Regions from separate parts of the Anas platyrhynchos genome. Here region 2 is linked to region 1. The links are chromatin contacts, called in public Hi-C maps. All regions are on one chromosome and are shown on one strand. Each heading gives the region's core, a stretch centred on a gene start, on an enhancer-like site or on the middle of the called end of the contact. The rest is flanking DNA. Distances are from core to core; before and after follow the strand shown. Region 1 overlaps QKI (QKI, KH domain containing RNA binding). Region 2 overlaps QKI (QKI, KH domain containing RNA binding).

Region 1 (2,711 bases), core at 89-2,588:
TAGGACTGACTTTTAAGTTCCTTATGGTCAATACCTTGAAGTCTGTAACCCTACAACATGGAGCTACAGAGAGGGTTCTTCCTGTTCCTGCTACATGCTTGAAAGTACAAAACAGGACAGTCACTCCATTTATTTACCCACCTCATAGGCTCATGGAAGATTATTTTGAAAGCTAGAGACTGTTTGGACAGTCTGTCAATTGACTGACTATCTGGTATCTCTAGAGAAGACAGCTGCATACAGCTACCTTGTGAGATAGGTCAGATGGCACTTTTGGGATGTGGATTACTCACATACCATGACAAGGAGGAAGAGGAGCAGGTGAGGATCCTAGCTCTGAAAGTAGAACTGGAAATGTCTCGAGAATGGAAGATTAGTTCACCGTACTGCTTATGAAGTATTAGCCAAAACATGGTAGAGACAAGCATCTACAGCTTCATGGACTTTGTAAGGTTAGCAGGACTACATGTGAATATGCATCAGCAACATAGCAACTTTTAGAGAGTGAATTGTTCTGTCAGTGACTATAAATGTGACATCCCTTATTCAATCTCTACGTAACAACTCTTAAAAATAGTGGCCCTTGGGTGATGGATACACAAAAAGAAAGATCACACTGAATGTGCCTTCTGCTTACATATTTCTCCTAGCATCTGCTGGGTGCCCTGCCAGCCTGAGGATATTGAGCTAGATGGCCCTCTAGTCTAGAAGAAGAGTTCCTATGTCCTTCTTAAGAACAATCTATGGGGAGTTAAGTTTCTGTGGCAGAATAATGTCATATCTTTTCCAACTACTTTCCATCAGAAACACCTCAATTCTGCCCTCAGTTAGGTAGCTGGAGTTCTTACGTGCTGCAGTGCAACTTATACTTGAGTAGCGGAGGGAAGAGCTTCTGGCATTCACAATTCCATATACTTTACCTAAACAGAGAGTGTTTACTTATCTGGAATTTTGGATTTAGTTGTTTCATGCAAAGGTGATTTTTACAAGGTGTAGCCATCTTGTCTTTATAAAGTTAGCAACAATTTTGGCACTGGATGTTTTGTGCGCGAGAAAACCACTGAAATAAAATATGAACCAGAAATGAAAGTAGCTGCCAGCTCCCAGCACAGCATCCCAAAAGTTAACTGCGTGTTCATAATCATTTAAGACTTAAACCATACAGAAGGTATTGGAAGAGGAAGAAGAAAAAAAAAAAAATCTAGCCAGTTTATTTCAAACTTTTTTCCTTAAACTTCTTTTCCCTTTGTGCCCAGCTCTTGCAAACACTGCAAGGCACAGAGGACTCCAGGTCCACTGCAGACCGGGCAGATCAGCCAACAGGGGGCAGCCAGAGGACAGGGATTAGCATCAGTGCCCTGACACCCCTTCATTTCAGAGCCCAGAAAAGCAACAGTCAGCCAGCCTACCAGGAGCCTGTTAGTTGGTCTCTGGATTGATTCATTAGACAGACACCTCCCTCTCTGGCTCATCCTTTCGTTATGACACAGGAAGATGTCAGCCTTTCATGGGACAAAAGGACATTCTTAGGAATGCAAAGGACTGAAATATCATCTCATACCCTGGAATGTTTCCAGGACACCAAGGATGTGCAGTCTCCTTAATCACAAGTCCTTTTTTGGTCCTGCTGCATTTTAAGAGACTAGTCTGACTCAAAGACGATATCAGGTTCGCTGAAAGTAGTCTGAAGGATTTGCATTTGAAAGCCATCCAGCCCAAGCTTAACCAAACGAGCCTTCCTTAAATTAAAAACAAAAAGAAGGGGTTTGCTCCACAGTACTCTCTTTTGCTTCTCAGCTTTGCCCTTGAGAGAGTACACTGCTGTCTGCCTCCAAGATAATATTTTTGGAAGGTACATTCCTTATATTTGGGCCGGCACAACTAGCAGACAACCAAAAGGACATGTGCAAGTTATTTCAGAAGGCTGTGTTTTTGCTCTGTGGTTGTAGTCACACAAGCACACCTCTGCTTCACAGCACCAATCCTGTGCTTAAAGCTGGTGCAGGGAAGACCAAATGAAACCAGGCAGCTTGGCCTTGTAACTGGGCCAGTCTCTGGGTCCCAGGGAAGATTAGAATGCCATGGCATAGAGTTGTCACAGTATAATATTAGAGGCCTGACAAGTAGAGGGTTTCTCATGGGACTACTTGTGGCAGACTCTGGAGCCAAACAGCTCTCACTTCCATCTCACACGTGGGATAGTTACATTTTAAATATAAATAAATGACAGATTACCCTCCTCCTCTTCCCTGTGAAACAAGAGAAGGGGTGAGGAAAGGAGTATTACCCTATGAAATCACTAGGACCTAATCTTTTCAAAACACTGCTACCAAAGTCACCGTACTCTCATTTTTCCTTTGTTGCCACGACTTTCCGCAGCCCCTTTTCACTGATTTCTTATGCTTTAATTTTAAATTCATATTTTCTGCCCCTGTTTATGAGATGCAACAATATTTTTCACACACACATAGCACCTTTTTTCTTCAGCTTTTGCTTCTAATCCCACTGTTTCTTCCTAGGCACCTTGTCTACCAACCTATTCTCCTCTAATTTTCTGTTATCAGTCACAATCTTCATATTCTTTGGTATTTCTAAGTAAAAAGACCTTTCCACATCTCTCCTGCTTTTAATTTTCTCAGACTCAATATAAAAATCTCATTCCTACCCCATAGCACTCTCCACTACTGAACTTCACGTTTCCTGACTTCTAG
Region 2 (2,711 bases), core at 135-2,634, 54 kb after region 1:
CTACCATGGCAAGCAGTGTTTGACAAAGGCTCTAAATGCAGAAAGCTTACAAAATCATGGGAAGGATTCATTTAGAAAAGCTCTCTTCCTTTAGTTTATTGTGTTCCTGATAACGAACATTTTTTAGCAACAGAAAATAAGTATTGCTGGAGCACAACTTCACAACTGAAGTGACTGGAGATGCCTTAAATAAAGGACACCAAAGACGCATGGGCTCATCTGCCTTTATGAATCAGGATTACCCTAACTCTTCCTCCCATTTGACTTTTCCACTCATAATAGGGTGGGTGATAATAAGAGGCAGAGGTACGTATGGCTTACATGTATAACGATAAAGCTGCCTGTAGAGTCACATAAAGGGGGCGGAGGGTCACATCTCTAGGTTACAGCTGAGGTCTTTTTTGATCACAAAGTCCAATGGGAAGAATCAATCCTGCCTGTTTCACAGCACTGAAGTCTCTCTTCTGTGCTGTGACCCTCAGGACGAATTCAGCTGTGTCTAGCACTTGGAGCCATGGTGCAGGAGAGGGACCACAGCGCAGTCCTGTGCAAACTCCTGAGGTACAGACTGGGCCACAGCACAGCAACAGGAAAAGAACTGGAAAGGGGCTGCACAGCCTTCTGTTCCAGTTCCACGTGCTTATATTCTTATAGGTACCAAAAGACATTTCAAAACTTTAAAACAGAAAGAAAAAAAAAAAAAAAAGGATAAAAAATAACTTTAATTGCAGACAGTGGCATAAAACCTGGGGCACGCCATCAGCCTTTTTCTACCAGGTAGTAACTTAACTGGCTGGTTTAAAAACCTGCTGCCTTGCCCTGTTAGACTCAATACCTGTCACATGATTAATGTGCCCATGTCTTATTAACTGCTGTGTTACAGGAGCTGCTGTATTCTCAAACACACACACACACACACACACACTTCTCATTCTGAAAACCCAGCTGAAATCACGCTTCTTTGACTGGAGGGTACTGCACCTTCTGACAAAACATCATAAAGAGTGAAGAATTACTGTTTTTCAGTGATCCAACCCATAAATCAATCCTCTCATTTTGCTGCAAGGATGGTATGGGATTCCACAAGTGCTCCCTAAATTCGTATTCAAAAGACAGGTTGTGTCCTCACAAAAAAAAAAAAAAGGGAGAGGGAGAGGGAAAGAGAGAGGAAAAGGGAGAGGGACAGGGAGAGGGAGAAACGAGGAATGGCTGAATCATTCCAGAGCCTGATTGATCTTATCTGGACCTCCCTTGCTGCAACAACAATTTGAGCCTGTAGAAAATTGCCACCTTATCTGATGGGTGGTCCTACCAACTGCTTTGTTATCAGAGCCCAGCTGCACGAGGAAAACAGCATGTGGCATGACCTTGGTATGTCAGCGCCTGACCTCAATATCTAATCAGTCAGATGTCTCACCGAGGCTGTCTCGGGATGCTGTACATGCCCCCTCTGGCACCAAGTCATTCAAAAGATGTTTGCTTCATGCTCGTGTTAGCCCACCAGCACACACACAGTACATCCTAGTGCATCACCACCCTGACTGCTAGTGCTGTGACACTTGAGGCTTAAGGTGCTTTTCTGCAAAGCTTTGATCAGCCTTTCTCCTAAAAGCTGGCTTTGCAGGACTGTAACCCAGACAGCAACAATTCAGCTTCCAAATTCGGCCTCCAAATTCATTTCATTGGTTTCACGTGTTTTATGCAGGCTATACAGCACGTCTGTCAGTGTAGTTAATGTACCTACAGAGCACCATAACACAGATATTGCCTCATATCCAGTAAAAGGAAGAACATGGGTGTTTCTCATACAAACAGGGTGAGGGTTTAATCCCAACTCTAATGCCTATTAGCTGTGTGACTAGGGGAAAACCACTCCACCTCTCTGCTCTGGCTGGAGGAGAGCCTGGGACTCTGCCATCCCCATCTCTCTTGCCTGCTTGATCCTTTTCAGAGGTTGAGGATGTCCAAGAAAATTCCTTTTGGAAGAGCACAGTTATTTCTGTAGCTCTGTGCTGCCTAGTTCAACAAGTGTGGTACAAATATCATGCTGAAAGAGAAGCCTAGGCTCAAACCACCTGATATCATTAGGCAAGCAAGAAAAAAGGTTGCAAGATGCAAAACCCAAAGCACAGAGAAATTAACTATCCAGGGAAGATCAGAGTGCTCTTTCGTGTCATCTCTGAAAGGAAGATGTAGATTTTCTGTTTCAATATTATGGCTTTTCATTCCTTTATATGGGTACATTTATTATACAGAATTTTTAGAGGGCTGAATTTAGAATTAGAATCAAAGGTTTTGATTCTGCTATGCAAAAAGTCTTTGATATGATTCCAATTTCCTTTTCTCCTTTTTTTTCTCTTCTCTTTTTTTCCTTCTGGAAATAACTACATCTTTGTTTGTTTATTCTGTTTAACAGAAAATCTTCTGTAATTTCAGAATTTCTCAGAAAACATCAACTTAATTTCCCAGCCAGCTCTGTCCATCACTTCTGCTGCGTGCAGTGACTGTTAAAAGGGGTCTTTGACATGCTCTTCACACACTGTAACCACACACAAATTCTGGCATATCCATCCACAGGAAGTGTCAGAAAAGGATGGAAGTACATTGCAGAAGATGACTGTCACAAGGTCTCATCTGGGAGTGAATTTATCTATGCAGTGAGTAGGGGCTATGGCAGGAGAGCCCATGCAATGGCAATTATGAGGCAAATC

The links. Hi-C and Micro-C count contacts between places; a contact is called where the count stands out from the background.
Region 2: a Hi-C map of liver shows a contact between it and region 1, with 2.3 times the contacts expected there. The contact joins two enhancer-like sites. A contact is called at or near these places in 2 of 8 Hi-C or Micro-C datasets (liver and skeletal muscle).

What each region holds. Positions count from the first base shown.
Region 1 is chr3:48,693,498-48,696,208 of IASCAAS_PekinDuck_T2T, forward strand. The region is part of intron 24 of QKI (QKI, KH domain containing RNA binding); the gene reads right to left. Among named protein-coding and RNA genes, the nearest start is that of QKI, 400 kb to the right of the region's middle. Within about 2 kb of position 1,339, at least 1 of the 8 cell types and tissues checked has an H3K27ac peak or open chromatin away from gene starts, as enhancers often do.
Region 2 is chr3:48,747,452-48,750,162 of IASCAAS_PekinDuck_T2T, forward strand. The region is part of intron 17 of QKI (QKI, KH domain containing RNA binding); the gene reads right to left. Among named protein-coding and RNA genes, the nearest start is that of QKI, 350 kb to the right of the region's middle. Within about 2 kb of position 1,385, at least 1 of the 8 cell types and tissues checked has an H3K27ac peak or open chromatin away from gene starts, as enhancers often do.